Linked DNA regions of Mus musculus: all the other regions are linked to region 2. Evidence: chromatin contacts called from public promoter capture Hi-C data. All regions are on one chromosome and are shown on one strand. Each heading gives the region's core, a stretch centred on a gene start, on an enhancer-like site or on the middle of the called end of the contact. The rest is flanking DNA. Distances are from core to core; before and after follow the strand shown. Region 1 holds the start of Fxyd7 (FXYD domain-containing ion transport regulator 7). Region 2 holds the start of Krtdap (keratinocyte differentiation associated protein). Region 3 holds the start of Fxyd3 (FXYD domain-containing ion transport regulator 3).

What was found. Promoter capture Hi-C pulls out the DNA fragments that hold promoters and counts their contacts. Capture Hi-C pulls out chosen DNA fragments and counts their contacts.
Region 1: a promoter capture Hi-C map of liver shows a contact between it and region 2, with 2.3 times the contacts expected there. The contact joins the promoter of Fxyd7 here to the promoter of Krtdap in region 2. A contact is called at or near these places in 11 of 39 promoter capture datasets (the C10 cell line, the HPC-7 cell line, cranial neural crest and 8 more), 1 of 484 Hi-C or Micro-C datasets (embryonic stem cells), 4 of 115 datasets of contacts at active chromatin or transcription factors (bone marrow-derived macrophages, embryonic stem cells, large pre-B cells and 1 more) and 4 of 9 other capture datasets (adipose tissue, embryonic stem cells, liver and 1 more).
Region 3: a promoter capture Hi-C map of macrophages shows a contact between it and region 2, with 5 read pairs. The contact joins the promoter of Fxyd3 here to the promoter of Krtdap in region 2. A contact is called at or near these places in 12 of 39 promoter capture datasets (the C10 cell line, the HPC-7 cell line, cranial neural crest and 9 more), 4 of 484 Hi-C or Micro-C datasets (bone marrow-derived macrophages, embryonic stem cells and epidermal suprabasal cells), 1 of 115 datasets of contacts at active chromatin or transcription factors (microglia) and 2 of 9 other capture datasets (adipose tissue and liver).

Annotation. Positions count from the first base shown.
Region 1 is chr7:31,049,935-31,053,071 of GRCm38.p6, reverse strand. It overlaps Fxyd7 (FXYD domain-containing ion transport regulator 7), which reads left to right and starts at 1,618. Exons shown (of 6, transcript NM_022007.1): 1 at 1,618-1,716. The coding sequence starts at 1,686. Fxyd1 (FXYD domain-containing ion transport regulator 1) reads left to right here. Exons shown (of 8, transcript NM_019503.4): 5 at 11-47; 6 at 895-944; 7 at 1,085-1,139; 8 at 1,257-1,394. The coding sequence ends at 1,107. The region is part of intron 2 of Gm38984 (a long non-coding RNA gene); the gene reads right to left.
Region 2 is chr7:30,786,561-30,789,633 of GRCm38.p6, reverse strand. It overlaps Krtdap (keratinocyte differentiation associated protein), which reads right to left and starts at 1,729. Exons shown (of 6, transcript NM_001033131.4): 1 at 1,612-1,729; 2 at 91-129. The coding sequence starts at 1,707.
Region 3 is chr7:31,075,338-31,078,482 of GRCm38.p6, reverse strand. It overlaps Fxyd3 (FXYD domain-containing ion transport regulator 3), which reads left to right and starts at 1,786. Exons shown (of 8, transcript NM_008557.2): 1 at 1,786-1,862.

The sequences.
Region 1 (3,137 bases), core at 369-2,868, 260 kb before region 2:
CACTCCACAGGCAAGAGATGTCGATGCAAATTCAACCAACAGCAGAGGTGAGTGGTCCCTCTGGGCCTCCCTCGCTCCTTCCGCAGTGGAGAGGCGGTTGGGGCGAGGCAGCAAGTGCACCCATCCTGCAGTGAACATGTATTAAGCGCTTAGTGTGTGTTAAACCCTAAGACAGGCTCCTGGGCCGGAGCGATGGTCAAGCTCCCTCTCTGCCTGGCCTAGCGCCCAGCCAGTGGGGGCGCTGGGCTCCCACCAGCCCCGCAGATGGAAACTCAAGCGTGGTGAGGCGAAGCTGGGCAGAAGCAGCCGCGCTGAAATGAGATCACCTCACAGGGCGGCCCAGTTTAGCTCCAGTCCCGATCCTCGCGCAGGATTCCTCTCGAAATAAACCTTTAAAGCGCAGAAAACGTAGGCATGCCTTCTGCGTGCTAAGATGATCACAGATGCCTCCATGCCGACCCTCTGGCATGCTTGAGTGCGCACTACGCGCCAGGTGCCCGATTCCTTCTCTATTATGTACTCCTTACCCCACCCGGATGAGGTGCGCTCCATCATCAATCCCATTTTGCATATGAGGAAACTGAGGCACGGGGCGGTAAGGTGACTTAGGGTCACTCACTGGACCCAAGTCCCAAGTCTCCCAAGACGCTGTGACCGTCCCTCTCCCAACAAAGTCAAGTACCTTCCCCAATATCCCGGAGGCCTTCACCCGTGACAGGCTGGGAGCACCTCCTGCCGCACCCCGAAACAGCAGCCGGGCGCTCTTGTTTCTGACGGACCGCGTTCATATCAAGTCCACGGTGGGGGTCGGGAAATAAGGCCTGCATTAGGGGGCTTCTCGGAAGCGGCTGCCTCTCCTGGTCCATCCGAATTCCTCTATCTGTTCCTTTTTAGAACTGGGGAACCCGACGAAGAGGAGGGAACTTTCCGCAGCTCCATCCGCCGTGAGTTCGGGGATACTGCGGGGTTTGTGGGGCAGCTGTTTTCAAGAGCCCCCTCTTCTTGGACTCAGAATGGGTTTGGCGGAGAGTTAGCCCTGGTTGCAGACTCCCCCTTACCCCAGAACTCTCTGCGTCCCTCTCAGGTCTGTCATCCCGCAGGCGGTAGAACCTCCACCTGACTCCAGGAAACTCAGCCAGGTTCTGCAGTTGATGGGAGGAAGGAGGGAGAGGGGTTTGGAGGGAGGGAGGCAAGGGGCCCAGTGCCAGGGTGGGATAGTGGCGAGAGCTTGCCACTTACTCTTTTCACCCCCGCAGAGCCCCCTTAGCACCTGACACCTCTCCCCACCCAGATGCTCGCCTGTGACCACCCCCAGCGTTCCCTGCATCAGCCCTGCCTTTCGGACACCCCTTGCTGCTCAGACCTCTAATAAAACTCGGTTTTCCTTCTTGATAGCGCTTGGTTGATATCAGTGCCTCTTGTGCGAAAACTCGGGAGCCCCCTTGGCCCCGGCAGGGGGCGCCCCCACCCTTGGGGAAGGGGCGGGGACGTCAGCAGTGGGCGGGGGCGGGGGCGGGGGGATGGCTTGGACGGGGGCGGGCTCTTCGGGCCCCCATTGGCTATAGGCCCCCACTCTACCAGGGCTCCCCCCACCTTACCCCACCACATCAGTCTGTCCTGCTTCCAGCTGCTGCAGCCGCGCCTTCGCTGCCTCAGCATTCAGCAACCCCCTGCTCAGGCTCAGCATGGCCACCCCAACCCAGAGCCCCACAAACGGTGAGCGTCGCTTGGGGAATGGGTGCTAGGAAAGAGGTGGGGGAATCTAGGAGCTTAGGGGACAGGATGTAGGAAGAATCCCATACGGAAAGGAAGACGAAGGGGAGAGAATCTGCCCCTATCATGGGCGGAGGCCCATGAGCACATTCTTTGACATCCCTTGGGGTTTCTTGAGCACCCTCTCCCAGGAGATATCCTCCCTGTGCGGGACCTATGATTAGAGAGTGACAGTCCCAAGAGAAAGGATGCGCGGACAGGTTGCCATGGCAACCGGGTGCCTGGTCCAGCACAGCGGTGGAAGAGATGGGGTTTAAAGGTGGGAGCTGAGGGATCTGCAGCCAGAAGAGGTTCTGGAAGACTTCAGCACTCCGAGATGGGCCAGCTAAGGGGGGATTCATTATCTCATGTTTGCCTAGTATAGTGTGGATATTTACTAAATTCCTTGACAGGCAGACATGCTAAGGGACAGAGGGACGATTAAAGGGAGAGAGAAGAGGGTGATGGTGGTGGTGGTGATGGTGTGACCAGAGATGGACTAAGAACGCCTGAAAGAGACAGAGACCAAGAGATACAGGAGAGACAGAGGCACAAAAATCCAGGTAGCAAGCTTTCAGAGACGCATAGTTGGGAGGAGACAGACAGACAAACAGATGGACAGACAGAGGAAGGAAGAAGGGCTGAGATAGAGGAACATAGACAAGTATGGAGGGAGGGGGAACGGGTGGGGCTGCAGCACTGCAGTGAACCTGCATGGTGGGGATGGAATGTTGGGGACCCCCCTCCCAGCCCACATGCACTTATGGTTTCATCCTGGAGATACATTTGTCTCCCCGCATCCAGCCGCACTGGGTTTACACTTCACACCCATTAACCCAGATTTGCGTTCATGTTCACGGGCTTAAACACTCTCTGACTCCGTGGTTTCCTGATCTTCCCCCTCTGTGTGTGGTCCTCTGTGGACGAGCTAGGGGGATGCTTGAACGAGGCTGGGTGGGGGGCAGGGCAGAGGACTGGGGGTTGCTGTGGAGTCCCTGATGATGGAGGAAACCCTAATTCCACTCTTACAGCACCTTTCCTCTTTCCCAGCAGGCGGGGTTGGGGGAGGGGGACTGCTGTGCGGAGCCCTAGCTGCAGATTCCCAGGCAGGGCGCGCGGGGGGGGGGGGGAAGAGGGGCTGCAGAGTCTGGGAGCCACCCCAGAGAGAGGGGGTAGGGCTGAGCCAGCAGGTCTGGCGGGAGCCCAGGGCTTCTTTTCGCAGAGGTGGTGGTTAGCAAGATCGATGGCAGCAGACGGGTAGAGGTGGGAGGGCAGATGCCTCGCCAATCCCCTTCTCCCTGTCACAGGCTGACAGGGGACCGCAGGACTTGGGAAACCCCGGGGGAGGGAAAGCTCGGGTGCATTCTTCTTCCCCAGCTTACAGA
Region 2 (3,073 bases), core at 480-2,979:
AAGCCACCAGGAGGACAGAGGCAGGACACCACACACATATTCACTCACACACACACATGCACACGGAAGAATGGAAAAACAGGTGTTTACCTCTGTTGCGGTAGGGTAATTATTGTAGCTGCTATCTTCCTGAAAAGGGTGACAGAGACAAAGGAGCCTGTGAGTGGTGAGCCCTTCTCCCTAAGACCCTTCCTTCCTCTCCTCTTCCTCTGCCAACTGCCCCTCAAGAGGCACCTGTACATTATCTCTCACTGGGACCCCAGTGCCAGCTCCATTCTGGTCCGGGACACCCAGTTGCTGATTCGTGGGTAGGAAAGGTGGGAAGAGATCCCAGCTAACAAAACCACCTGGTATTGTTTGGCTGTTGATTTTCTGTGTGCCAAAACACCCATGCTTGTTGACGAAGCCCAGGGTACTAGCATGAACTAAGCCCCTAAGGTAAGCTGTCAGCCTCTTGTAGGCTGTGGCTAGTTTACCACGTGGCTCACTGGCCACCAATGCTAAAGTCTTCTATTTGGTAAATATAACTTTCTCCATCCCTAAAGCCCTCTGTCCCTCCATCTTATGGACTCCTTTACTCCCTCCTCTGCACCACAGAGGTCACCAGCATGTGGCCCTCTGGGCAGGGTCCTAGTGCTCAGAGCTCAGCATTTTTGACATATTTGTCTTAAATTTGGATTAAACATAGGCAAGAGGGGTCTGAAGGGATGGTTCACAGGTTAAGAACACCCACTGTCCTTGTAGAGGACCCCAGTTTGGTTTCCAGCACCTGCATTAGGGGCCTCACCACCCCCTTTAACTCCAGCTCTGATGTTAAGCACATTGTTTAGGCCCCCATCGCCTCTGGCATGTCTGTGCACACACACGGACACATTGCACATGCTTAATTAAAACTAAAATCTTTAAAAAACAAACAAACAAACAAAAAAGCCTTTTTAAAAAAGGGCAGGTTTCACTACATAGCCCAAATGAACCTCAATCTCCTAATCCCCCAGTCTCAGCTTCCCAAGTGCTGGGGTCACAATGGTGCTACACTACACCCAGCTAATTCCTGATAAGTACAAATTCATGCAACAGGCTGGCCAAAGCCCCCAGCTCATTTGAGATCCAAGCAGACCCTGCTTTTCCCAAGGCCACCTGCTCGAATCCAGTTGACACCAAGCCCCTTGTCTTAGACGTTTAAAGCCAGGAAGAGCATTCCTCTGTTCCCTTAGGACAGCTGAGGAGCAGAGGGACTACAGGGGTCCTCTCTGTCTAGGGGCTGGGATGCTAAGGAATCTGGGCCAGCAGGGAGCCTCCCGCCATCCGAAAGCTACTCAGAGGATTAGAAAGGAAGGAAAGCTGGATTAGGGGGATCCCAGTGACCTACCTCAGCTTCCGGCTCCCCCCCCCCAACCATTCCGTTCTTCCCAGAGTAGTCTTTCCCCTCCTTTTGCACCAAGCTACATCCCTACACTCTCCCCTTCCTCCTTTCCTCCCTCCTCAAGACCCCAGCTTCTCCTCTAGCTGCCAAAGCACAGCCAACAAATAAGAGTCACTTCTCCACAGAATGGATGGGCAACACTGAGGGGGCAGCCGGGGTCTAAAAAAGGCCGGCACTTGTGTGATTACCGGGTATATCGTGGGATGCCCCAGGGCTGCTCCCTGGACCGCATGCAATGCCAGAAGAGAGAGGAGAGCCACGACGGGAAGAATTGGGATCTTCATGGTGTCCGGTTTGGGCTGCTCTGAGGCGGGGCCTCCCTGATGGCCCTTTATATTAGCAAGGGGTGGCTATGAGAGGGAGCAGGGTTCCCACCCTAGTGACTCATCCCCGGATCATGTCGCCCACCCCTGGGGCTCCGGGAGGGGGAGGCAGACACTGTTCCCAGTATATCTTTGATTTCTCAATTCCCATTACTCCCCAAGCTCTTGCAAGGTGAGGCCACCATGGGTCTTGTTCATGCATAGGGTAATGGGATGGAATCAGGTTGAGCCTGTCCCTGCAAGACCTGGCATCCAAGCAAGCCCTCCTTCCTCTCTTTTTCCCTCTCAGTCACTCTGAGTCCCCCACCCTGCCAAATCCATCTAAAGCCGCCAGGCTGGTGTGTTCCATGCTGCAGGCTCCACCTGCCTCTCCGGCTTGCTACTTTTTCTCTCCCTGTACAAACCACACTGGATAGCTTGGACTCCTTACCCGGCATGCTACCCCCACCCCACCCCCCGGGCATCTGGCCAAGTCTCTCATCTTCCCGCTCCCCTCAATTCCTTCCATTCTTTTCTTGCAGTTTTTTTGTAGTAGGGTCTCAGGTAGCCCCGGCCGATTCACTGTATAGACAAGGATAACCTTGAATGCCCGATCCTCCTCCTCCTCTGAGGCGACTCACGTACATCACCACAACTGGCCAAACTGTTCCTTTATCCCTAAAATGCCAATTGCTCATCTCCAGTTCACAGTACTCAACCTTGTTGCTTCTATTATCCCTAATTTCTCATTTATTTCCTTGATAAGTCTCATACATATATATGTGTGTGTAGTGTGTGTGTTTATGGATGGGGAGAGCGCGCGCGCACACACACACACACACATCTCCAAGGCTTTCTAAGCAAGCTGGCCTCAAACTCACTATGTAGCCAAGGATGGCCTTGGACTTTTGAGCCTCCTGCCTCTACCTCATGCTGGCAACCTTGTACTACTACATCTGGTTTATGTGATGGTGGGACTCAAACCCAGGGTCTTGTGCGTGTTAGGCAAACACTCTATCAACTGAGCTATATCCCCAGATGGAGAACTGTATATTTATTAACCCTCTTTCTATCCACCAGCACCATGCCCTACACACACTGCAATGGAGATTAGGAGCACTAGAACTGCACCCAACCATACCCGGGCCTAGCTCTGCACTTTCCTCTCTCGGTCCCGGATCCTGACCCTGCCTATTATCTAGCTCCTGCCCTGGGATTCCACATAAATGACTGAAGAAGACAAGGAGAGGGGAACCACAAGAAGCAGAAGCAAATGTCCCAGAGACTCCCACCCTCGGAGGAGGGTCAGAACTGTCATGACCTCTGAGCACTTGCTCCATGTCCCTGA
Region 3 (3,145 bases), core at 537-3,036, 290 kb before region 2:
TATCAAGGAGACTGAAGACTGCTTACATCTAACCACAGGGTGCCACTTATCTTAGACAAGATAGTCATTCTCACACTCATCCTGCCTCACAATCTGCTCGCGATTCTCACCTGGTCCCTCTAGCATCTGGGTGCACACCCAGGAGGGATGAAGGACAGAAACCCAAGCTTTCCCACTCCCACCCCACCTAGCTCCTGCTCTCTGATGCATGTAGTTCTATGATGTCCAGCAGAGGGAGACACTCTCCTACTCTTAGGACCACCAAGGGTTTTAGATGTTTTCCCCAGAGGCAGTCGAGCTTCTGGAAGATGTGGCTAGGTACAAAGATGCCCTAAGGGGACCTGGAAGTCTCTTCCCTCCATCCCAGGCCAGACCACTGCCAGGCCTGTCCTTCCTCTGTTTGTATCTCTAGCTGTGCTTCTTGCTTTGGTACTGCCCTGAGGGAGGGCTCCGCTCCTTTATGGGAGGCAGGATGCCTTGTCCTGGCTAGGGCCTGAAGATCAGGAGCTACCAACAGGGAACACAGACTATCATAGTTAAGTGAGCTACATCAGGGAGGGAGGCCTTGGCGAGAAGTGGGGAGTCCTTTTCCTTGCCCCACAGACCCTTGGCCCTAAGTTCCCTTAAACTTTCCTCTCCACACCCACAACAGCAACCTCTCCCAAGCCTGGTGCCTCTGGGTCTCCACCCTACCGCCTTCACCATAGTGTTGGGGGTCGTCTGGAGTCCAGCTGGTGGCCGAATAGAAGCCACCCCTTTCCTGGCCCTGCCCCTCCCGGTGACCCCAATCCTCTGCCAGCCACTCAATGGTGCCTTGTTCTCCATCCAGACCCCGGACAAAAGTTCTTCTGTGTAAGGAGGAAGAATTTTGGGGGAGGGGGCACCTCCAGCAGGGACCATGTGGGAGCCTTACAGACCCCAGGCGGAAGGAGTGCCATTTGGACAGGGGGCAGGGAAGGGTGGGGGCTTGTAGAGTACAGGGAACTCATCTGCAGTAGAGGAAGACAACTTTGACATCCACATCCATGCCCACACCCACTCCGTAGATTGAACGTCCACCCGACATCTCCTCATCTCTGAGAGAAACGTTGAAAGTCAGTTCGGTTTTCAGTCTTCTGGGGCCTGGTCTATGAACCCCAAGAACCAGACCTTCCCCAACTTCTACCCACCACTTGAGTGCCTTCTTCCTATTACAACTTTGGCCTTGTCAGTGTCTTTTATTAACCCCTGCCAACAAAGAATGCAGAATGGAGAGTGGGCTTTAGTTCCCTACAAATGCCAGTGGGTGCATCCCCAAACAAAACAACAACTGGTGGTGCATGCCTTAAATCCCAGCCTGCGAGACAGAGATGGGTGACTCTCAACAAGATCAAGTCCAGCCTGGTCTGTAGTGTGAGTTCCCAGGCCAGCCAGAGCTACATAGTGAGAGCTTGTCTCAAACAAATAAAGAAAAAGCCCCACCCCCACTACAACCTAAATCAGAAACAGATTACATGTATGTTCCACGTTCTCCCACATCGTTCCAGGATGATGGGCGTCTGTCATTAAGGACCCCAGAATCTTCCCCGTTCCCAGTCTCCTTTGATGTTTGGGAGATCAGACACACCCTCTTCCCTCCAATCCTCAGCCCACCCTGGTCCCCTTCCACTTTACCTGAGGCTACTATAGTTAAAGAATGAGTAGAACTGTCTCTTTAAGGGAGGAATGGAGTGGGGGCGTCCCTCGCCTCAGGGAGACCTGACTTGTGCCTGCCTGCCCAGGTTTGCTCAGGGCGTGGCAGTGTGGATAAAGGCTGTCCCGGCTTGGCAAGTCCATACTCTGCTTTCTCCCGGAACCACCTCTCAGCCTGTTGAGCTACTCAGGTGAGTGGCCTTGGGGGCCCCTTCCTCCCTGAGCCTCTGCTCCCCCACTCTCTCTAACTCTCCTCTAACTGCACCTATTACATAGAAACTGGGGTTAAAGACCCCTAAAACTTTCCTGCTTAAAGATTCTTTTATGGGGACAGGAGACTACCCGCCTCTGTCAGCTGATTGTCCCAGATGGCTCACCTCTGTGGGACTGGATTATACAACTGGGGGGACTCACCTGATATTCATAGACGGATTGGGGAAGCCTGGGGGAGGTCTGAGAAGATGAGAAGTCTGGGTTTACCTGAGGTATCTGAGGTGTCAGGGTGTACAGGAAGTGACTACATCGTAATATCGTGATTGAGGGTTTCTCAGTGGATGAGAGTAGAGGGGTGTCTAGGGGTAACTAAGTAGATGAAGAGTAATTTAAGTGCCCTGGGGGGAGGAAGCAGATGGAGGTGTGTGTCTGAGCGGCCAGGTATTATTAGGGCACAAGGAAGATAGATGAACACCAGGAGAGAGAAGTCTGATCCAGGGAAGCTGTAAAGCGGGACTTGGTTAGGAGATGGGGACTCAGATGACAAGGGTGTATGCATCCTACCCTGCAGATATGACCATCCACCGTCCTGGAGTAGGGGAAAACACGGAAGCTGCCCTCTGACTAGCACAGGCAGGAAGCAGATGAGGGGTGCTTAGTGTCCCAGCAAGGCTGGTTCTCTCTGTGCTGGCTCCCACTCTGGTTCACTCAGAGATTGTGGTCCTTTGGGGTCTTGGAAGAGTCTGGAGAGAGAAGTGTAAGAGGTGAGATTCAGCAGCCATATTGATAGAGCACACAGCGTTAGGATGAATTCCCATGTGATGGCTGTGTGGGATAAGAACAGTGTCAGCTTCATCAAGCTGAAAAGACAGTATGAGGGAGTCAGGCTGGAACTGAGAAAAATGGCCGCATAGGCTGGGCACTCAGCTGCAACCCATGCATGTGTGACAGAGTATCAGGGGGCAGCCTTAGACCACAAGCATCCATAGCTGAGACCCCTAACCACTACTGGAGCTCCCCAAAGCTTGCTGGGGCCCTAGACATCTGAGAAATAGTCCCCAAATCAACTACAAGAAATATATGTCTAATCTAAACAAATGGGTCCAGGGTATGTGTGTGCATGGTATGTGTGTGTGTGTGTGTGTGTGTGTGTGTGTGTGTGTGTGTGTGAGTGATAAGTGTTAATTAAGTCCAGGGCCTGAAGAGCAGGCTAAGCAAGCCTCCATTGCTAGCCCCTCTCTGAGGGATTCTAAGCAGTGGC